Linked DNA regions of Mus musculus: regions 1, 2 and 3 are each linked to region 4. The links are chromatin contacts, called in public promoter capture Hi-C maps. All regions are on one chromosome and are shown on one strand. Each heading gives the region's core, a stretch centred on a gene start, on an enhancer-like site or on the middle of the called end of the contact. The rest is flanking DNA. Distances are from core to core; before and after follow the strand shown. Region 1 holds the start of Dnajb5 (DnaJ heat shock protein family (Hsp40) member B5). Region 2 overlaps Gm52697 (a long non-coding RNA gene). Region 3 holds the start of Rgp1 (RAB6A GEF compex partner 1). Region 4 holds the start of Enho (energy homeostasis associated).

The links. Promoter capture Hi-C pulls out the DNA fragments that hold promoters and counts their contacts.
Region 1: a promoter capture Hi-C map of embryonic stem cells shows a contact between it and region 4, with 9 times the contacts expected there. The contact joins the promoter of Dnajb5 here to the promoter of Enho in region 4. A contact is called at or near these places in 10 of 39 promoter capture datasets (cranial neural crest, embryonic stem cells, hippocampal neurons and 3 more), 3 of 115 datasets of contacts at active chromatin or transcription factors (astrocytes and embryonic stem cells) and 1 of 9 other capture datasets (liver).
Region 2: a contact with region 4 is called in a promoter capture Hi-C map of stem cell-derived epiblast-like cells, with 5 times the contacts expected there. The contact joins the enhancer-like site here to the promoter of Enho in region 4. A contact is called at or near these places in 5 of 39 promoter capture datasets (the HPC-7 cell line, embryonic stem cells, epiblast stem cells and 2 more) and 1 of 115 datasets of contacts at active chromatin or transcription factors (embryonic stem cells).
Region 3: a contact with region 4 is called in a promoter capture Hi-C map of the C10 cell line, with 2.4 times the contacts expected there. The contact joins the promoter of Rgp1 here to the promoter of Enho in region 4. A contact is called at or near these places in 3 of 39 promoter capture datasets (the C10 cell line, embryonic stem cells and liver).

The regions. Positions count from the first base shown.
Region 1 is chr4:42,947,028-42,952,264 of GRCm38.p6, reverse strand. Dnajb5 (DnaJ heat shock protein family (Hsp40) member B5) reads right to left here and starts at 2,398. Exons shown (of 5, transcript NM_001355438.1): 1 at 2,261-2,398; 2 at 1,322-1,789. The coding sequence starts at 1,503.
Region 2 is chr4:42,897,110-42,902,540 of GRCm38.p6, reverse strand. Gm52697 (a long non-coding RNA gene) reads left to right here. Exons shown (of 2, transcript XR_003955203.1): 1 at 1-1,610. It also overlaps a transcript of Phf24 not described here. Among named protein-coding and RNA genes, the nearest start is that of Gm52697, 5.4 kb to the left of the region's middle. Within about 2 kb of position 3,395, at least 2 of the 459 cell types and tissues checked have an H3K27ac peak or open chromatin away from gene starts, as enhancers often do. A contact at or near this core is called in stem cell-derived epiblast-like cells, where this site is marked.
Region 3 is chr4:43,575,443-43,580,727 of GRCm38.p6, reverse strand. It overlaps Rgp1 (RAB6A GEF compex partner 1), which reads right to left and starts at 1,993. Exons shown (of 9, transcript NM_172866.3): 1 at 1,725-1,993; 2 at 1,219-1,353; 3 at 705-841; 4 at 349-432; 5 at 102-251. The coding sequence starts at 1,334. Gba2 (glucosidase beta 2) reads left to right here and starts at 1,864. Exons shown (of 17, transcript NM_172692.3): 1 at 1,864-2,712. The coding sequence starts at 2,381.
Region 4 is chr4:41,637,422-41,642,812 of GRCm38.p6, reverse strand. It overlaps Enho (energy homeostasis associated), which reads left to right and starts at 2,511. Exons shown (of 2, transcript NM_027147.1): 1 at 2,511-2,899; 2 at 3,812-4,669. The coding sequence starts at 3,971. The coding sequence ends at 4,201. It overlaps Dnaic1 (dynein, axonemal, intermediate chain 1), which reads right to left. Exons shown (of 20, transcript NM_175138.4): 20 at 4,655-4,940. The coding sequence ends at 4,842.

The DNA.
Region 1 (5,237 bases), core at 1,149-3,648, 1.3 Mb before region 4:
TCCATGCTAGGCTAATACTCCTAAGTGGGGCCCAAGGACATCAAGCCAGGGTTCCTACTCTTAACCTGCTTCCATCAGTGGACCTGAGGAGGATATGAAGGGAGGGGATATGAAGGAGTGGCCACGTGCCATCCTTTAGCCTTTTTGAGGTGTAGCCAACCCTTGTAAAACAGGGAGAACCAGAGTCTTTCTAACAATGTCCTGGCAGCCAGAGCTGAGGCCTGCCTTTCTGCCCCTGACTACCTCACAGTAGTAAAGTGTACAAGGCGTCCTGGCAGGAGTGAGGGCTGTGACAGTTAAGGGGGCCCCAGATAGGCAGGGAGAGTGACCTTAGCTCCTGCCTGCTGCAGGTGGCTAGGTTGACTCATGGTACTGAAAGCCACCTCACTCTGACAAAGAGAAGGCACTATAAAGGCGGGTACTCCCCCATCTCCCCACACCAGCATGTCACGCCTGTGGGGGAGCCTAGAGTTGGGGGAGGCAGAGAAGAAAGATCATCTGGAGGAGGGCAGCCATTTTCGGAAACGGCATTAAAAGCAGTCTGAGAGGGAGATGGGTGGTCTGCCATCTTTGCCTCAGCCCACACTTTCTCTCCCCCAGGACAGGAAGAAACCTAGAACAGCAGCAACAGGGTGCCCAGGGAACTCCAGCGGCTTCCAGGCAGAGGGCAGTGACCCAGCTTACCAGCCCACCCACCGTTTGTAGTCCTTCAATATCTCTTCCCCACCACAGCCAGCTTCCTCTCCGGCACCCACCTGCTAGCTGCTCTAGACCCATAATTCTCTTGCCTCTACAGACACAGGGCAAACTCTCAGGACCTGCCTCCTTTCCCTCCTTCTTTCCACCCTCCTTCCCTCTCCCTCCCCACAAGCCACGTGGTAGGATGACAAAGGAGCCCCAAGGCATGGCTCTGCCTTTGATGAAGAATGAGTATGTCAAGGTAGAGCTAGGGATGAAAGAAAAAATGAGGACAGATAGCAAGAGGGACCATCAAGTACAGGGAGGAGACAGGGTCTGACGGACAGGGATGAGAGATGACAAAAGGAAAAGGCTGAAGTGGACCACACGTTACTGATGGGTTGGGAGGGAGAACCTAAGAGCTGAAATATTGGAGATATTCGTGGAAACATGAGTTTGAGAGAGAGATGAATGACATGGGGTACAATTCATTCAAAAGTACAGGTGAGGTCAAGGGGACTCATGCACATACCGGGGGGAGATGAGGATGACAGGGAGGAAGGAAGGAGGCAATGCAGGGAATGGCTGATGTGGAGAATCTGACTTGGCATGGGTATGAGCGCCCTTCTCAGGAGGGACTTACCGAAACTTTACAAACCCATTCAGCGTCCACGCTCGAAGTTTTAAGGGCTCCAGCTGAATTTTAAACATCAAGCTGGCTAAGAAGTCTTCTCCCCAGAAGTGTGGGAAGCTCCGGAAAGCTCCTCGAGCCTGCAGTGGGGGTGCTGCTGGGGGTGGGCAGGACAGCACTGTGCGCTTAAACATGCCCAGCCAAGCCCCTCACCTCTGATCGCTCCACCGGAGCCTGCTTGGGACGCTGTAGCTCTGGAAGCCACCTCCTCAGATTCCCAGAGGCCGTGACCCAGCAAGGCCTGTATCGTGCCCAGGGAGCTGGACCCGGTCCCCAGGTGTAGAGTGCAGAGAGAGGATCCAGTGGCCACCTGCTCTCAGGTGCAGCAGTGTCTGGCTGAATGATGTGAGCGCCTGTTCGGCTGTGTGACAGTGAGGCTGGCAGTGACAGTGTGTAGTTGTTGAGTGGCAGCGTGTGTACCTGTGACAGGTGTGATAGTGAGGGCCTGAGAGTCAGTGAGCTCCTCTCGCCTCTCTGGGGAGGACCCAAGCCCAATCCCCAAGAACCTACTCAATGAAGTCACTGACGGGGAGTCTCCTCCCCCGCAGATGGGCGGGGAGGGGCGGGGCAGAGCCGAGCCTGGCCCGGACAAAAGGCGCGGCAGGGAGAGGAAGGAAGGGGGTTCGCGCGGGGGAGGGGGGTCGGTGATGTCACCCCAGCTGGCTGGCTGGCCTGCTCAGAAACGCCTCCGCCCGGCGCAACCCAATCCGACCCGACCCAACCCGACCCTTGTCGCAGATACCCAGCACCTGGCAGACCCCGAGCTCCCAGGCCCCTCACCCCTACGACAGAGGAGACTATGGGCCCACGGTGTCCCAACCCCCCATACCAGGACCTCTCTTCTCGACGCCCCACTCCCGGGACCCCCGAGTCCTCGCTCAGCGCCCTCACCGGTGAGGAGCTGCGGGCGCCGCCGCGGTCCTTCTATCAGCCGCTGCCCCCTCCCCCGGCTCCGGCTCCGCCGCCTCCACTCGGGACAGGAGTCGCCTGCCCGCCGGCCGCAGACAGCGGGACCGGGAGCCCGCCCCCACGGCTCCGCCTCCGCGCTTCCCATTGCCCGGTCTATCCGTCACTCAGCTCAGACTCTTCTGTGATTGGATACCTCTCAACGAGCGTCCGGGTGATAGCCACCTCTTCTCCGCCCCTGTCACCCGGCCACACGCGCACACATTCCGGGCAGTGATTGGTGTGGGTGTGATTGGTGCCCTCTGGGATCAATCAACCACACCTCTTCTCCATCTCGTCGTGTTATTGGTGAAAAGAACATAGGGAGGCAACTCCAGGCGCCCTTTGATTTTATTGGCTGGTCCCTGTGATTTCGACCCAAGCCAGTGTGGGCAACTATATTAGTCCAGTCTCCAGTATGAGAAGGTGAGACATTCTAGCCACCGCCTGAGTCCAGGGAGAACCTTCTGGAACGAGTGCAACCTCAAAGACAACCTATTAGGAAAGCTGCACTCATCAGTTGTTGGTGACACCAGGCATTCTTTCGAGTCGAAGGAGAGGCAAAGGCTCTGGATCAGTATCCAAAGCTCATCCCTTCTTACTCGTCTTCTATCAGATTGTGATCCAACTTGACCTGGCCTGGTTTAGCTTTCCCTTGTCTTGACCTGGGATTGACCTGCCATGGTTTAACTGTAACACAAAACAGAGCCGGATAGAGCTGAGATTCTAAGTGCCCCTGTGATTATCCTCTGCGCTAGTAACTGGTAACACCTTCCTGAGTCTCTGTCCAGATGCCCTCCATCTTCAGTCCTTTCACAGCGGCTCGCTTAGGAGCAGTGGCTTCTCAGCCACTTGGAGTCCACAGTGTCCAGTTCAACCTCGTTATAAACTAACCTTCCATCTTCTCCTCGCTGCCCGCCCCCCCCCCCCGTCCTTTTTCTTACCCCCTGTGATACCTGGTCTTCCCTCACACCAAATTTCTGCCCTGTTCTGTATCTTTTTACTTCCCCCTCCATCTCCCGCCTTTTGTCTTAATTCTTAATTCAATTCCCTGCTTCCATAGTCTGCAATCTCATAGCTCATAGTTCCCCCTTTAATCTTTTACCTCAGCTTTTCATGATCCTCTTTCTTAGCACCCTCATGCACTGTCATCTCTGGCCCCCCAGCCCCCTAGTAAATCATTAAATCTCAGCCCCAGTGTCCCCGATACTCGGAGCAGGCGGGCCTGCGGAGGCGGTCGCCAGCGGAAGCCGCCGCTCCAGCAGACACCGAGCTTGGCGCCCACGTTACTGTCTCCCAGGCCCATCTGTGCTGGAGGGAGCGGGGGGGGGGGGTGGATGGGGGTAATCTGGGGGTGAAGAGGGGGAGGGGGTTCTTGGGAGATTTGGTGACAAAGGCTTGAGAAAATTCTCTCACCTTATTCTTCGCCAGTTCTCAGGACCGGATTTAGATATCTATGAGGCCATGAAGAGCAGTTGGAACTGTAAACTGAGGCTTGGAGTACCTAGGCCCCAGAATAGGGCAGGAAAGGGGACTGGGTCTTTGGGGGTGGGGGGCAAGTTCTGCATATTCTTAACAACCCTTCTTTTCCCATTGTTCCACATGAACTCCCAAGTGCAAAGGAATTTGAGTTTAAAATAGAAAAAGGAGCTAGGGTGAAAAGAGGAGTTGGGCAGAGGGGCAAGGAAGGGGGTGTGGAGCCCGCAGTATGAGGACTGAACAGGTATCTGGTTGAAGGAGATGGGATGGGAACTGGATAAGGGGGCCGTAAGATGCGGGTGGGAGGCAAAGACAACTGGGCAGGTGAGAGGAAGGGGAGATGGGTCAGGGGGAGACTGGAGGAGCAATAGAATGGCAGGACAGAGAAACCAGATGAGGCAGAGGGAGAAGGAAGGGATGAGGCCACGATGAGGGAGTGGCAGGGAGTGGACATGGTATCCTGGGAAGAGGCAATCTAGGAATGGTACTGGCCCCAAGGATTTGGGGGCCACCAGTATCCTTCCTCCTGATGTGAGGGGCCCTAGCTGTGTTTCTTCCTAATTCTAGGCCTGTCTCTTGCTGCTCCCAGCCTTGCTCATGCCAGCACAGAGGGAGGGTTTAGCCATGAGCCTTTACCTGGCTCAGCTGATGATAAACTGTCAGCCTGGACTTCAGGGCCTGGAGGTTTATGTCCTCAGAGTGGTGACCCACACTTCACTGTCTGCCTGGAGCACTATTGTTGCCATTTGTCCTACTTTCTAGGGCATCTGACCCAGAGAACACAGGGCAGCATAGACTGTAAGAATGGGAGTGTGGAGCCAGTTAGCCTATTGGCCTTTCCAGGGCACTGGCCAACCCACACCTCATTTGTTCTGGGCAAATGGGCTAAGCAACAGTAGAAGCCCACAGGGCTTTTCTGGGGGTTAATTAAGGTGACACATGTCTTAGTTCTGAACATGGCATTCGATTAATGTAAATGACATTGACTCCGTGTGTTCAGGGCTATCTGGGTGTGTGAGTGCAACTAGAAATGTGTGTGTCTGATTGGGATTGTCATAATCATGAGTCTGTTTGTAAGTGTGTACCTGTACTTGCTATAGGTATGTAGCTTTGTGTCGGCACACAGGTATGATTAAATAAATGTCTGTGTAGGCATCACTCCATGATAAAGAGTGAGGGAAGTATGTGGCCATTGACACCATTTCTGCCAGTGTATGTACGCATCTGTGATCATGTTGTCCAGACACCCCCGCTTGTCCTCCCTCCTCATGGAGACGTCATAACCCTAGGTGTCCCTCATTTCCTCACCCTGAGGGAACCGGAACCTGTGGGCAGAGGGGTGGGGGTGGATCCAGTGAGGAGGTGTTTAAGCAGGAGCACATGTTCCCTCACAGACTGTGTATGGGAGGGGGAGCCCCTATCTTGCACACATCCCAAATCCTCC
Region 2 (5,431 bases), core at 2,146-4,645, 1.3 Mb before region 4:
CTAGATCAACATGATAAACGTTTACAAGTAACGATGACAAGATGTTGTGATAAAGTATCAGGAAGGGATTCCTACAGTTTTATGGAAGCACCGAGCAAAGGGCTTCTGCTCAAGGAGGCACGTGACAATGATGCCTGACAGGCAGGGGGCGCTGTTCCCTTCATTAACCACATGCATCCTATTCCCGTTGTTCGGGGGTGGGGTGGGGGGTTCCCCTGGCATACAGCAAGTAGCCGTTAGACATTTTGTTGAACAAATAAGAGTGTGTTGTGCAAGGACTAGTGACATGCTGGAGTCACTGGTGGTGGATGGTGTGGCTGGAGAAGAGGTTGGGAGGGACCAAAGATTCCTGTGTGTGTCATACTGTGCTCAGGTTTGGAACCGCCCTGCAGGCTCTAGCTACTCTCCTGAAATCTTTCAGTCGGGACATTGTAACCTAACTGGCTTTAGAAAGATCATCCTAGAACCGAATGACGTTCGAGTTAGGATAGTAATACAGCAGCCCGGGAGTATTTGGAGCAGAGCAGGAGAGGCACAGCAGACTTAGCTGCCGCTGAGCCCAGTCACAGACTTAGGAGTTCAATTGTTCATTCCTTGAGCACCTGTTATGTTTCAGGCTGTGTGTCAACTGCTAAGGTTAGACCAGTCAGAGCACTTACTGCTTTGGCGGAGGACCTAGGCTCAGTTCTCAGCACCATACCTATGAGGCAGCTCACAGCCGCCTGTAACTCTAGCTGCTGGGAATCTGATACCTTCTGGCCTCCATAGGCACCTCACACAGGTACATACACATACACATAAGTAAAAATAATAAATATTAAACTCATTAAATAAGGCCCCTGCTTGAAGCCTATCAGAAGTGTAGACAAGTGAGCTGGCAAGGGCAGCCTTGCCTTGTGGTGAGTGCCAGGAGAGAGAACGTTTAAGGTTTTCTAGGGATGCACAGGAGAGAGGATGTGTAAAGCTAAAACCTAGACAAGTGAAGTTCTGGTGTGGTACAGGAGAAGCTGGAGGAGTTCTGGTTGTTCAAGGCCAAGGACTCTGGACTGTGGACTGTATAGTCATTGCCGGAGCCACGGCCTCTCATGGAACTCATGGGAGAGAACGATTGGTCTAAGAAGCCAACTGGACACCAGGACAGAGGTGAAAGGTTTAGGGACAGGGAGTTCACAAGAGAGGCCAGAGCTGAAGATTGGGAGCATCAATGTAGTTCTTGACGCTGCGGCTATACTTGTGATCACTTGGGCAGTGTAGATAGAGAGAGAGACACTGAAAAAGATCAAGGACACATTCTTCTAAGGAGCTGGGGAAGCTGCAAAGTCTTGGCAAGAGACTCAGGAGTAACTGAGGGAAGAGGGAAGGACTGGGAGAATATGAAGCCAGAAAACAACCAGAAGTAGGAAGCAGAAGACACAGGGAGGCAGAGACAGCACGGGGCAGCCAAGCTGAGCTCTTGCTGACTCTCAGCAGCAATGCTATTTTGGGGAGTGCATCGGTAGGGGGTGTGCCGGAGACAGAAGCTAGTGCCTTCCTCTAAGCAAGGACTATACCACCGAACATCACAGTGAGCCACACTGACCCCCCTTCAATGGTTTTCTGAGACAATCTTGGTAAGTAGCCTAGGCTGGCTTCTGCCTTCCGAGTGCTGTGGTTACAGACAGGCTGCTAGGCTCAGTCAATTTAAAAAGCTTTATTGACAGATTTTAATGGTGTATATTAAGCTTACTCATTGCATCAGACAATGTGGGTGTTGCTGGGACTGTCTCAAAAGCAATTTCAATGAGGAGTTTGGTGGCAGGAACGAGACTGGACAGGTTATGGGAGATAATGGGGAATTCAAAGACCTATCTTGCCAATGTCTCCATCTTGATAAATGTCCACATTAGAGGAGACTGGTGAATGTATCACCATCTCACTTAACCAAGGTTTCAAGGACCTAATGGACTTTTGTGTGGGAAATGTCTCTCACTGAGATCTAAATGATAGAGAGAACTTATACCAAGTGTGTTAGAGTGAGGTCTGTACTCATATTGCAAACCTGCACTTAGTGGATCTGTGTCTTTGGGGATAAGTCCTTGATGGTCCTCATCCTGTCTTCTTAAGTGTGAAATGGTTAAAGTAATGCATATGGAGTTCTTTGCATCACGAGTGGCATGGAGTGTGTGTTAATAAGTGTCAGTTATTATATTGTACAAGATGACAAAGTTGTTCAGCGCTGGAATCCAAACTTTATAAAGAGCCTGTGTCCTCTACATAGTGCTTTCTCTCAGCTTATAGCTACATGGATATTAAGACAACGGGTAATTTTCTGCATTATTTAAGCCCACCCCAATATCTACCCCATCCGTGAACTGCTGGAGAGTGTGAAGGGGCTCAGAACCAAAGCTGCAGGACCTCCATGACACAGGACAGCAACAGGATATCCCTAGGGTAGCAGAAGCCAGAGGTCTCAAACCAGACAAGTGACTCATTGCAATGAACATTTGCCAATAAGATGTTTTGATAGAGGAGTATACTGTGTGACATGCTGCAGCTTCCACAGGGAGATATTTGTTTGTTTGTTTGTTTGTTTGTTATATTCTTTTTGGAGGGAGGTTGCAAGGGTGGAAGAAGATATGGAAGGACAGGGATTGGAGTGCATGATGTGAGATTCACAAAGAATCAATTAAAGAGTTAAAAAAAAGGTCATCTGCTTGTTTGTGAATGTAAGCTTCTTTGTCCTGTTGCTGACTCCTTTTAACATTCCCATAACCTCATCTTTATCCATCAAATCAGTTCATTCTTGACGTGTCCAAGCTTCACTTTCAAATGAAAGAAACCAAATTCAGGCAAACCCGAGCGAAGAAAAATATGTTGAAGAAAAGATTTATGTAATTGGGGTCACACAGGGTGAAGAGATGGTTCAGCAGGTAATCGATCGTGTGTACTGGTCCTTCAGAGAACTTAAGTTCACTAGGTGAACTGGACCTAAGGTGACCAGGGAAAACTTCGAGTTAAAGGACTGCCTTTGTTGGTGCAGTGATTCATTGTGTACAACATGTGGTGTGGTGGACCAGTGCCTACAAAGGCAGCAGCGCTTCTTAGTCACTGCTAAACTGACTAAGGCCAAGACTTTGGCCACTAGCAAAGAGCTAGAACCCAAGCAGGAGAACCTTTCTATACTGCAGCACAAAGAGGACACAGGACGCAGCCCGAGATGATCGATCTGGGAGTTTGAGTGGCAGCACTCCAGAGACCCAAATAATCAGTCAATGCAAATCTGTCGTGTTTGGAGAAACCCTGGACCCTGACATATGGGAAGGGACATCTGGATGAATGCTCTTGGGTACACTGGCTCTGAAGCCCTTCTGAGTGCTAAGACTGGCCTGCTTCTCTTTAGTAAGCCCCAGTACTTAGCATTTCAATAGATGTTTCAGATTCCACCTTGGTCCTCAGCGGGCAGTAGGTATTCCCCCTTGGAGCCCCACCTGCCTCCTGCTAGGCCAATAATGCAGAGCTAAACATCAGCACAACCTAGAAGGGGAAGCCAGCACAGGGTAAGGGAGAAAAGATACAGTGTATAGTTGGATCTAAAAAACATAACTGTAACATAGTGATAGAAGCAAGATGATGTAGCCAAGATTGCGTTTTGAGTATGATTTCTTTTTAGGTTTTATTTTATTTTGTATGAGTGTGTTTGCCAGCATGTGTATAGACACACACACACACACACACACACACACACACACACACGCACAGATGTGTATGGCAGAGGTCAGCAGAGGTCAGAATAAGGTATCAGATTCCCTGAGACAGGAGTTACAGGGAACTGTGAGCTGCCATGTGGATGCTAGAGACTGAACCTGGGTTCTGTGAAAGAACAACCAAATGCTTTAACCACTGAGCCATTTCTCTAGCACCTGAGGGTGTTTTCAAAAGGGTATATGTAAGGTTAGATAAACAAGAATTCACTAACTTGTGGGTAGTTGTGTGTATGTGTGTGTTTGCATGCATGTGAATGTATGTGAATGTGTATGTGTGCCTGTGCATGTGTGTGTTTGTCAACACATGATTCAAATCCCTACTAAGAACCCAAAAGGATAGAATGTTTCTTAGAGGCTTGACAAATGTGGCTGGTGCTGAGGGAAAGCAAACCGCGGGCGCTCTCCTTGAAGTGGACAGAGTAAAGCAATGGGGGAAACGGGCAAGCAGAACAGCACAGTATGTGAAATTATAGCATCATGTATGTAATATAACATCATAGTTGGTTATGTTCCACCGAGAGCCCAGAGACACACCATCCACCAGATCACTGCAGACACAGTAGTGTCAGGGCCACGGGCATCCAAGTGGTGGCTCTCCTTTCTAGACCAGGCTGACAGTGGGGAGGTCACAGATCTGGGCTCTTTAGTACCATGTAGGGATGAATGTAAGAAGCCATGATCATATAATGACCTCTAATGATGGAAAGGCAGCAAGGGGCTTGACCTAGAAGAAAAATAAAGCCAACACGATGGCAAATACGTACTGTGAGGATTCCTGTTATTCCTCCAAGGGGATGGATCTGTGAAGGCCAAAGCACATCATAGTTATAATACATTAGGGACCTCTGGGGGCCGGGTGATACATCCTGGCCTTCATCACATCAAAGTGGGCCTGCTGGGTTTGTAGATGCTCCCTGTGGTCAGTTCCTCTGTTCTTGATTGCACTGATGCACTTAAATGTTAGCGTAACTCTCACACTGGGCTCTTGGCCACTGGCGTAAAAGATATCACAGTAAAGAATGCCAAGTAGAAAGCTTTCAAATAGACCTTTTCTCCTCTCCCAATCAGGAAGGCAAACAGAGGTAATATCACATGCCTGGATGGATGCGGAGAACGTCTGAAGGCTGCCCTACGGAGTTGGAAATGCTAAGGATGGAGTTTATCTTCAACTCCAGGGTGGGAATCGCAGTGAAGGCCCCTGAAGTCCTGACCACTGCTGCCTCTGAATAAATAGCCATGCTCCCATGGTCTGCTTCCAGCCTGTGAGAGACCATAGCAGGGCAGTGCTCTGGCCGTTCTTCAGTGTCCCAACAATAGAAACCTGCGTTGAGCCTTTACCGTGGCGTCACGTATGCCCTTAATTGTTCTGGACTTCATTTCTCTTTTTGAGGGAGTGCTTGTGTGTTTGACATAAGAACTGGGAATTTCTCACCTCTCACAACTGTCCTTTACCAGTGCTGCTCAGAGTATCATAGCTTCATCTCTTCCCTCCGTTGTCCTCATCCATCTTTCGTTTCATAATTCTTATCTCTACTGGATCGTTTTCATTATTATCAGCACAAAAGAAGTCATGACACAACACTGTACCAGAAAAGCCTACACAGACAAATTACTTCCTTATGCTACAATCCTTTTCGAGCTAGGCTCTTCTCTGCTTTCTGCCTAGCAGGCTCCCCTCTTGGGAGGGT
Region 3 (5,285 bases), core at 744-3,243, 1.9 Mb before region 4:
GTCCTCAGCATGGTCCCTAAAACCAGGAGTCTCCGAAGGTCCTCCCACATATGCTTAGTAAGCCTCTACCCCCACCGCATCCCTTCAGGAACCTAACTTACCAGTCAGCACGAGAACTCTCAGAGGAACCCGGAGTAAGGTGATGGGTGAGTTCACGCGCTGGCAGCCAATGGTCAATTTGTAGACATATTTGACTGACTGACCCCGAAAGGAAGGCGGGCCCTCCGTGGGCAGCACTTCACTGTAGGAATCTGGTTGGGAAACAGTAGACAGGGCAGCTAGAAGCAGCCAGAGTCCTCCCTCCAGGAGACTTAGAAAGCAATCTGGGGTTGGGAGACAATCACTCACATGATTTGGACTCTCCAGGGTCTAGCCTCAGGTCACAAAACAGAATTTTGGGTGGAGTAGAAAGGATACACTGGCCCCTCTCACCTATGAAAAGTCAAAAAGACTTCAATGGACTCCATTGTCCATTGCCAACCAGGGTCACACAGCAAGTGGAGGCAGGGGAAGCCGCCAATTCTTTCTGTTGTAATAAGGTAAGTCTTATAGTCCCAAATCAAGCTACCTTCCCTTCCACCACTGATGTGTTGGTGACCATGTCATACAAGAACAACTTAACTTTACCCTGGGGTGACAATAACTTCCCCTCCCTCCATGACAAACACACACTCTCTCTCTCTCTCTCTCTCTCTCTCTCTAACCTCGGTGTGGCAGAAAGACAGTCTGGCTGTCAGGCTGGACGTCCGGCTGACTAGAGTCAGGGGGTGGCAGTGCTACTCGACTCTCGCTGGCATGGAACTGGCAGTGGATCTGGGCACTGGCCCAGGCCAGAGCCTCACTGTGGAAAAGGGAAACGAAGGTATGGGAACCTAGTTCTTGACTTCACCAATACTTTCTCTAGAAAACTGTCTGACCAAGATCACCAAGGTTAGATGACTATCTTAGTGACCAGGGAATCCAGAACCCCTGAAATAAAACCATTACACAACAACATCAAGTACATTGAACTCAAAAAGGAGTGATACCGGGAGGAGGAGCAAAGGAGAGTAAGGGGTCCTGCCATCCACATATTTGTTTAAAAGCCCTTCATTACAATGAGCAAGAAGGTGGTGATTGATGCTAGTGTAGTTACTGAACAACCAAAGCTCTAATTAGAACGAGCGATACCAGGCTTCCTCCCGGAAGGGCCACCACCTCCAATACCAGCATCCCCACCTGGATGCAGAAGTGGCGGTCGGGGGAAGGGGATTAGTGACAGTCACCACACATTCCAGAGCCTCCCCCGCCAGAAACACAGGACCTCTGCTCAGCTCAGCTACCACTTCGATCATGGCAGCTCCGGAACCAAATCTAGAAGGAAACAGAGTGCCAGAAGTCAGTACGGGGAAATGAAGGAAGGAGTGTTTAAGACCTAGGCTTAAGTCTAGACCTGAGTCCGAGGGGGGCAAGAAGTGGGTTGTTTTTTTTTTTTTTTTCAAGTTTCAGTGAGGGTGGGAAGCACTGGGGTTTAAGGAGCTGGTGGGGTGGCGGAAACTGACTCCGAACTGCCTGCGGGAGGGCGTCGCTTTAGCTCCAGACCTCCTTGCGCCCAGGGTTAGGCCCCTTGCGCCGCCTCCCAGGCCTGCCTCTGTCCCCGCTTCCCTCGAGGCTCCACGTCCTAGCCCAGGACATCGCCGCGCGTCTCCAAACTCAGATTCTTACGCATGGAGGTCCTCACCTACCCGCCCCTGCGAGACCGGCTCGGAGCTCGGTGGCATCCGCGGAGTCTGTCGCGCGGCAGAGGCGGGACTTCCTTTGTCACATTTCAGGGTTGAGGCGCCCCTTCCGGTCCGACTTGCGGGGTGCTTCCGGCCGGAAAGGGATCCGGTGGTCCCGGGTCTGCGGGTCACCTTCCCAGCGGTGGCACCTGAGCGTGGGCGCGGGGGATCCTGGCTGCAGGGACCCGGTACCCAGCCCTGGAGCCGCTGGAGCCGCAGCCCGGGGCGGGGCCGAAGGTCGCCGGGAGCTCCTGGGCGGGTCCCAGAGGCGGTGCTTTGCGGGCAGGTACCGCGGCACCGCCCCCGTCCGTGGAGCTGGTCGGCCCTCGGCCGGGCGTGCTAATCACCGCGGCCCAATGACAACAAGGCCCAACCCTTCCCGCCTAGGATCTAGAGACGCGACCCAGGGAGAGGCCGTGGCGACTTTGTTGCTGTAGCCGCTGCTGCAGCAGCAGGAGCTCTCTGACTTTACCCAGATACCAACGTCCCACGGCTTTCCCCAGCATCGGGCCCTCCCGGACTGCACCTAACTGCAACTGGCATCAGCGTTTTGAAACGTCAGAAACCTGTCAGAGGGAACCGAGGCCACCGGGGTCGTGAGGACCCAGGATCCAGTGAACATGGTAACCTGCGTCCCGGCCTCAGAGCAGGTCGGCTGTGCCGAAAGAGATTCCCAAGTTTATTGTGAAGATACTGGCGGCACTGAGGCTGTGCGGGTTACAGACTGCGGGAGCCCCGAGGATAGTGGACCCCAGGATGAACCAAGCTACTGCAATTCAGAGGACTCTGGGCAGCTGATGGCCTCCTACGAGGGTAAAGCTAGGGGCTACCAGGTGCCTCCTTTTGGCTGGCGGATCTGCTTGGCTCACGAGTTTGCAGAGAAGAGGAGACCTTTTCAAGCTAACAACATCTCTCTCAGTAATTTGGTAAAGCACCTCGGTATGGGCTTGAGGTGAGTGGATTCCGTTGCCTAGAACGCCGTGGTTCCTATGATCCCATTCAGGCTCCCTGCCTAGGTTGGAAAGGTGGGCAAGCTGCTGGGCTCCTAGTTCTATTCCAGCCAGGTATACCATATCCCCTGCATTCTTTAGCCCTGCAGTTTTTGAGGGTGGAACTGAAGAACATTTTGTTTTTCCTTCATCCCTCTTTTCCTAGCATCTTGTCTTCTCGGAGCATTTAGTCCTGAAGTCAGTCTTTCCTATTTAACTGCTGGTCCCCCTTCCCCCCACCCCCACCCCCACCATGCACTTCCTCTTTCCCAGGCGTCCCTTTGAGATTAGCTATAATTTGTAACACGGTAGGAGAACGCCAGTCTCTGCTGTGCTTGATACAGTGTTTTATTTTTTGGAAGAGGAGGTTCTTTAGGCTGCATTACCCTGGCAGCTGACACCTTCTGTGTACCTTATTTAAGCGCATGCTTCTTCAGTCCCAGAATTCTTATGTCTCTATCCTCAAGCTCTGATTCCTGGAATAGTTGATCTTGGCTGTTGTCAACCCTAAAGAGAGGGTGAGAAGTTCACTCTGTTCTGTGACAGATGGCTTCCATACCAAAAATAAAAGCGAAGTTGGGATTGGGCAGAGTCCTAGAGTGCCACCTACTTGGGAGGCTGAGACAGGAGGATAATTTGAGCCTAAGAGTTCAGGGCATACTTGAACATCACAGTGAAAGCATCCTCCGGTAACAAGTGGGGAGAGCTAGGGATGAAGCCCGGAAGTAGAGAGCATGCCTTCTACCACGGAGATGCCTCCCCAGACCTCTTCAGATGACTTTAGCCAGCAGTGCTTTGCTGGTCTTCCAGCGTTTCCTCATATCCCAGAGGTTACAAACACTGCAGGGCAGGTTCTACAGAAGCTTCTGGATTCCCCACTGAGTTCAAGGACTAGTGATGAAGGAGCATTCCGATGAACAGGAACAGGCAGACAGACAGACAGAGAGCATCATTCTGAGTCACTTCACATATAAACACAGCACTGGGGAGGGAAGCATAAAAGTCACCAAACTCAGCCCCCAAAGCTTCTAAAGTAAGGGTCCCTTCTCTGCCGCGGTCGGTGCCGTGGAGCTGTGGTGGGGAGGCCACTTACCTAAGCCTAGCCCTAGGCAGTGAAGAGGGCCTGGCACTGCCTGGACATTTGGCTCCTGCGGGTGGCCCATCTCAGAGAGTCGTCCCTCCAAGTAAGTTAGGAAGCTAGTGGTCAAAGCAGACAAAAGTAACTTCAGGAAGAGTTTGTTTGAAGGTACGACCCGTCTGTCTGTCATGGCAGAGAAGTGATGGTGGCAGTCACACGGTATCGCAGCCAGGAGCAGAGAGCAATGAAGGCTAGAACTCGACCCTCTTTCTCCTTTCTATCATGACTCCAGGACCCCAACCCATGGAATGTAGTCACCCACAGTTAAGGCGCATCTTCCCATTTCCATTAACCTAAAGTATTCATTCCTCACAGGCACGTCCATAGGCTTCTCTCTTTGGTGGTTCTAGATCTGGCCAAGTTGTCAGTAGGAATTAACAATCATGGGCTGGAAAGATGGCTTAGTGGTTAAGAGCACTGACTGCTCTTCCAGAGGTCCTGAGTTCAAATCTCAGCAACCACATGGTGGCTCACAACCATCTGTAATGAGATCTGATGTCCTCTTCTGGTGTGTCTGGAGATAGCGACTATGTTACATTAAATAAATAGAACTTAAAAAGAGAGAGAGAGAGAACAATCATATTGTTCCAGCCAAATTCTAACCCCAAATCCTTTGTGTCAAAATGGGATCCACCGTACTGAGATAGGCACATGTGGTTAGGATAAGGTCAAGAACAGGTATGCATTCATCCTGGCCTCTTAGCCTGCTAAGTAGGAGCTGAGTTACAGAGGCTTCAAGCTCTTGCTCAGCCCCTTAGACCTTGTCCACACAGAGCTTTGGGAATGGGCTAAGGTCCTACACGGAGGAGAGAGCAGAGGGGGTGATTCAGAACGGTCGTTTTTAAGCTGGAATTGATACTATTGAAAAAAACTGAATATCTCAGGAATGACCAGCAACCAAACTAAAGGAGGGAACCCTTCAGAGTTCAACTGAGGGGTAGCCTCATAGGGGTGCTGGCAGGATAGTTATTAGACTTTCAACTTAGAGTTCAATTTTGATTGTTCTTCCTTTTGCCAGAGTCAGCTCACTTAATAAATGTTTACTACCAGAGCGGCCTTTGTTCTGCCCATTTTTGTATCTTGTAATTCGTCTCTGATCCTTGCTGGCTTCCCATTGCTGTCCTATTTCCTGTAAACTGGCAGAGGGCCTTCAGCCTTGCTCCCACCCCATCCTTAGTCTCCCATGCCTTTTGCCCCACCCCAGGACATGCCAGTCCTATTCTTTTTAGTGTATTTCCCTTCTCAACTCCGGATCCACTCTGTCTTCCATTGCTCTTTCTATGTCTACTGTTTGTACATCCATTCATATGTAAATTCACCATCAAGTATTATGGGATGCAGGCCCTGTACTTAGAGCTGTGGGGAACATCCACCTAGTCTTGGTCATTGTTCCTTAAC
Region 4 (5,391 bases), core at 1,262-3,761:
CTAGATCTAAACTCTAGCAGTTTGTGAGGCTTTGTCTGGCAGACAACGGGCAGATAATATTGACTACTCGCCATTCTGCTGCTCCTGCGCTGGGCTTCTGGAAGTCCTGCATCCCACTCCATGGTGTTCTCATGTGGGTCCTGCTAACCGTTTGGCTCCCGTGGCTCGAGCACTTGTTGAGTCGTCCAAAGTTAAACACATCTGAGTACTTTCTGAGAGGAATCTCAGACTGTATCCTAAAAGAAGTGGCAGCGACAGCAGGGGCCGCTCCACCAGTCTGTCCATGACCACCTGGAGTCTAGGTCCTAGACAATAAGATTTTAATGTCTGGAATTGTTTGAAGTCTTCTTTTCACCATGTGGACCAGGCGAAGATTGTGGACCATATGAGAGTGGGGCGACCAGGGCGTGTGGCAGCTCTAATGTTTCGGCCAGTTCTGACTCCTTAAGAGAGCTCACCTACTTTTCCGACTTAACTCTCACCCTGTTGCAAAAACTAATCGGAACCGGACCTCATTCCTGAACCTTGGAGCTGCTTGTCCGTGTCTGCTAAACAGCTCTACTAAAGCATTCTACCTCAAATTTGACATCTCCAAACATTACGGCCTTAGTTCTTTGCTGAAACTTATGTTTAAATTATATTTGTCTAGTGGGGACAGCTGTGTGCTACAGGGTGTAGCGTGGAGGACAGGGAACAGCTTGGTGGAGTTGTGTCTTGCCTTCCTTCCACCATCATGATTCCAGGGATTGAACTCAGGTCATCAGACGTGGTGACAAGTGGTTATCATGGTTGAAGCATCTCAGCATCCCCTCTTCTGGGCTCTTTATCACGGGGCATTGCCTCACAGTGCTGCAGCTGGTAACCAGTTACCCCAGAATGTCCTCTTCTTACTTGCCCTGCCTTCTGAGTTCTGCCTACTGATGTACCTCAATACCCCAGTGTGTTTCTGCTCTGTCAAGGATGTATTTTTACTCCCTCATCATTGTGAAAGGTAGGAGTATCTTTCACTCTCAAATGCTTTTAAAACTCCTTTCCACCCAATGGCCCAAATCATCCTTCTAATTTCTGGCTATGATCACATCACTCCGATGATGCTCAAAATTCTTCAGTGACTCCCCACTGTTTCCAGGATGAAATCTGAACCCCTGCGGCTAGGTCACAAATTCACTGGCATTATACTCAGATGTGCGACCATATGTCTCTCTCTTTCCTATAACTGATCTGATCCCTCTCACAATACCCCCACCCTGCTGGGTAACAGGGGGGAACTAAAATTAATCCATCCTGACAAACTCCACGGGGTCCGTAGTTTATTTTAGACAGCCTCTAACACAGCAGCTTCAGATGATTCAGCCCTTGAGATGGCTTTACACTCCCCTTTCTCCTTTTCTTGGAAGGAGGAGCCCTGCCCCTTAGCCACCTGGTCTTGGCTTGTCAGCTGACATTTGCTGAGATGTGGTTGGTATGGTATAAATGAATTAGTGAGAACCTAAGAAGTAGCTATTACTATGACAGTTTTATTGAGAAGAAAGCTTCGTTTAAGAGAGTTAGAAAGTGGAACCAGGAACCAACACCACTGTGACTCCAGTATGCATTTTGCTGTGAGTATAGTATTCTGAGGGAAGTTAAGGCTGGATGTGGGGCCATGGGTCTCTGACTGTCCATGGACAATATGTGATAGAAGCCACACACAAGTACACTTAAGAATCACTAAAGGGCCAGAAATGTAGCTCCTTGCATGTGTGAGCCCTGCTACTTAAGGGTCTGAGAGGGGAAGGCCTACTTGACTGCTCCTGTCCAAGCTACCTTGGTCTCAGAACTGTTAGGATGGAGAGTCAGGCCATCCATGCCGTCTGGATCTAGTTCAGCCAGAGCTGGGCCATTCTTCAGGTGTCTCAAGTTCCCTCCAGCAAGCCATGCACAACCCTGTGACCAACACTGGGTGAGAAATCAGTAAAACGCAACAAAGGTCATGAATTCCCAGAGATCACACTGTTATTAGGACTAGGGGCAATCTACAGGCGCTGTAAAGTGGACATGAGGTACTCTACACTCTACTGGGAGAGGGATATGTAGAAAGATGATAGGTGAGGAGGGTCAGGTGTGGAGGCACATGGACTTTCTCAGATAATAGAAACAGACTTCTCTCAGATATGGAGGGGTGGACGCTTCACATGTGGGGGTGCATTCCAGGTGTGGAAGATGCAAGAAATCCCTGCAAAAAGGTGGGCTGACCCTTCACCTTTTCAAGGGATGGATCAAAACAAAGTGGCCCCTATATACCCCTCCTCTCACCCTTCCCAAGCCCCTCCCTCCTTCTCTCCTGCACCAGGATGGTCGTGTCCCACCCCAGAGCACAACCAATGGCGCGGGAACTTGGCCCGGACAGCCAATTGAACGGCGGCAGCGGCACAGAGATGGCTCCTCCCCCAAAGGGCCGCAGGCCGCTGGCCACTCACGAGGCGGGGCTCTCCGCTGTTTTTTGCTGCCCGCCGAGCTCAGCCGAGCTCAGCCGACTCCCTCCCGCCGTAGCCGAGCCCAGCCGAACGCAGCCGAGCCCAGCCGAACTCCTCGACGCTCCTGCCGCCGCCGCCCGAGTGCTGCCGAGCGAGAGAGCGAGCGAGCGAGCGAGCTAGCGGCCCCGGCCGCGGAGGAGGCGCCGCCCCAGGGGGAGGAGGTGCCCGCTCTCCGCAGACCGCCCGCGGCAGAGGCCGGCCCGGTCGCGCCCCGGCGGGAGCGGCCGGCGGAGGCTGCGCGGCCCAGGGGGAGGGCCCGGGGAGTGGACGTCGCCCCTGCCCGCCTCTCGCCGCCCCCCGCCCGCAGGCTCTGGAGCCTCAGTCGGCGCTGAGCATCCCGTTGTCCCGGACCCTCTCGCGGGCGCGCACCGGGCTCAACTCAGGTAAGGGGGGCTCCCCTACGGGCAGAGGGTCGAAAAACAGAGATCTTGGACGAGTATAAAGAGGCAGTGACCCACACAGAGACAGAGAGACACACAGCTTGGAGGAGAGATAGACACAAAGGCAGAGACACATGCAAGACGCACAGAACCACCGATACCGACCCCATGGAGACCTGTCCCCGAGGGCAAAGGGACATGCAGTCGTGAAAAGAGACAGTGATACACAGAGAGACTGGTAGAGAAATGAGACTCAAGACACTCAGAGATAGGGACACAGAGAGACAGGCAGCCACACACCTTCAAAGAGGTGTGTTTGCAGAGGCAAGGATGCAGATCCAGCGAGAGACAGAGGGACAGGAAGATGTACGTTCAGACACACACCTGATCCAGAGAGGCAAAGTCCCAGGGAAAGGTACACCTAGGCACACAGCCTTGGGTATACAGAACCCACACGTTCCTGCCAGAGCCTCCACAAAGTTCCCTCTGTGTGAGCTGGCACCTCTGCAGGTCTCCTGGACTGGCTGACTGCAGCCCTCAGAAAGGAGAGGATGCCCTAGCCACTACAATCATGGTCATAATCTTCCTCCTGGGCCTTAAGCCACCTCAGTCCCGCCCACCAACAGCACATCTGAAGGGCTAGAAGCATGGTGGGCAGGGCTAGGCTGTACCCACCAGTTCCGAGGAGAATGAGAAAGAGGCTGCCTGCCTACTATAGCTTCCCCACTCTGGCTGCACCACAGCACCCAGGGGCTCAGAGCCAGGCCTGAGGGCGGAGGTGCTGGCTTTGTGGGGTACCTGAGACTGCTGGGACTCACTGCTCTCTGCCTGAGGCCAAAGATGGAAGCTGTCCCCCTAGGCTTCAGCCCACTTCTTCCTCCTCACCTCCGTCTACTTTCCTCTGTACTTCCTCAGGCCCAGGACTGCAGGTGGGCATCTTCCCTGCCAAGAAGTCGCTGTGTGTGGACAGGACAGCCACCTTGGATGGTTGGCCACCCCAGAGTTGTGCCTCGGCATGGGCCTTGCCGCTGAGGCAGCTCCACTGTCTGCGCTGGCCTGAGGGTGCTGTCTGTCATGGGGGCAGCCATCTCCCAAGGGGCTCTCATCGCCATCGTCTGCAATGGCCTCGTAGGCTTCTTGCTGCTACTGCTCTGGGTCATTCTCTGCTGGGCCTGCCATTCTCGATCTGCTGACGTCGATTCTCTCTCGGAATCCAGTCCCAACTCCAGCCCTGGCCCCTGTCCTGAGAAGGCGCCACCACCCCAGAAGCCCAGCCATGAAGGCAGCTACCTGCTGCAGCCCTGAAGGGCTCTGGCCTAGCCTGGAGTCCTGGACCTGAGTATACCTGAGTCAGAGCGTGGAATCGGATCCAAGAAGTCAGTCGGCCTGGGGTCCAGTCGATTTGACACTGGACCCAGCAGCCTAGATTGTAGCCAGCCTGGCTCCAAGAGAGGCCTGAGTGGCCCTAGAGAGAAAGGCCTGGAGGGGGGGTTAGGAGTTGGTGCTAGGGCCAGGGCCATCTGGACTCTGCTCCATCCCAAGGGCCAAGGGCTGAGTCCATGCCTTCCCTAGGCTCAGCACATCTGGGCTCCCTAGGTTGGGGAGCAAACGGGAACCCCATGGCAATAATGGGAGGGTGTCCAGGCTGGGCCCCTTCTCTGGTCCTCCCACTGTTTGTTGGGTAATAAATGGAACTATGGCTTGCCCCGAGATTTCTTTTTTTAGGGGCTGTGTGGTAGAACAGAAAACAAATAAAGGTAGGAGGTGAGTGTCCAGCTGGCCTTTATTTGTGCAAAGAGGGTATAATGGAGGCTGAGGGCCATGGAGAAAGGTGGCATGCCCTTAAGAGCCAGAATGAGAAAAGCAAATACTGGGATTGGTCAGGGTGAGGCACGTCCTTGCTTGTATTGGGTTCAGAACACGGAGCAGGGTCTGGGCCAGACTCTCAGGTTTTGGTTTTTACTTCCCTCACGAGGTTTAGCAGTTTGTCCAATTTTGCGATCTCCACAGCTGGCCCCTTCTGCACTTCCTGCCCCTTCTTCTCCTGAAAAGAGGGTGAACACCAGTGGGAACAGGTACAGAGTACTGCTGCTTTGGGGGAGCTGCCACAGGCTCTCCCTCCCAACCTGCTGTTCCCTGGCCGTCCCCTGCCCAGTAAATATCTGCGCCCTACTGCGGGTTAGGTGACTCGGGCCCAGGTGAGGGTCGGTGAGGAGGCTCCAACGCCATCTCTGCAGCCAAGCAAGAATCAAGCACTAGGTGCAGGAAGGAGTGGGGAAAGGCGCTTATCCCCAGTCCCTCAGAGGTCGCCATCACAGCTAAAGGCTCTGGGGAGAGGCAGGAGCTGCATGTTAGGATCACTCAGGATGGGTCCGGTAGGGAGGGGAGAGATGTGTGCTACTGGGAGAGAGAGTAGTGTGGACATGGCCACAGGTGTCCTCACACCTTCAGGTTAGGGTTCGGGAGGGGTGCCAGACTTGATGTGTCATGTAACC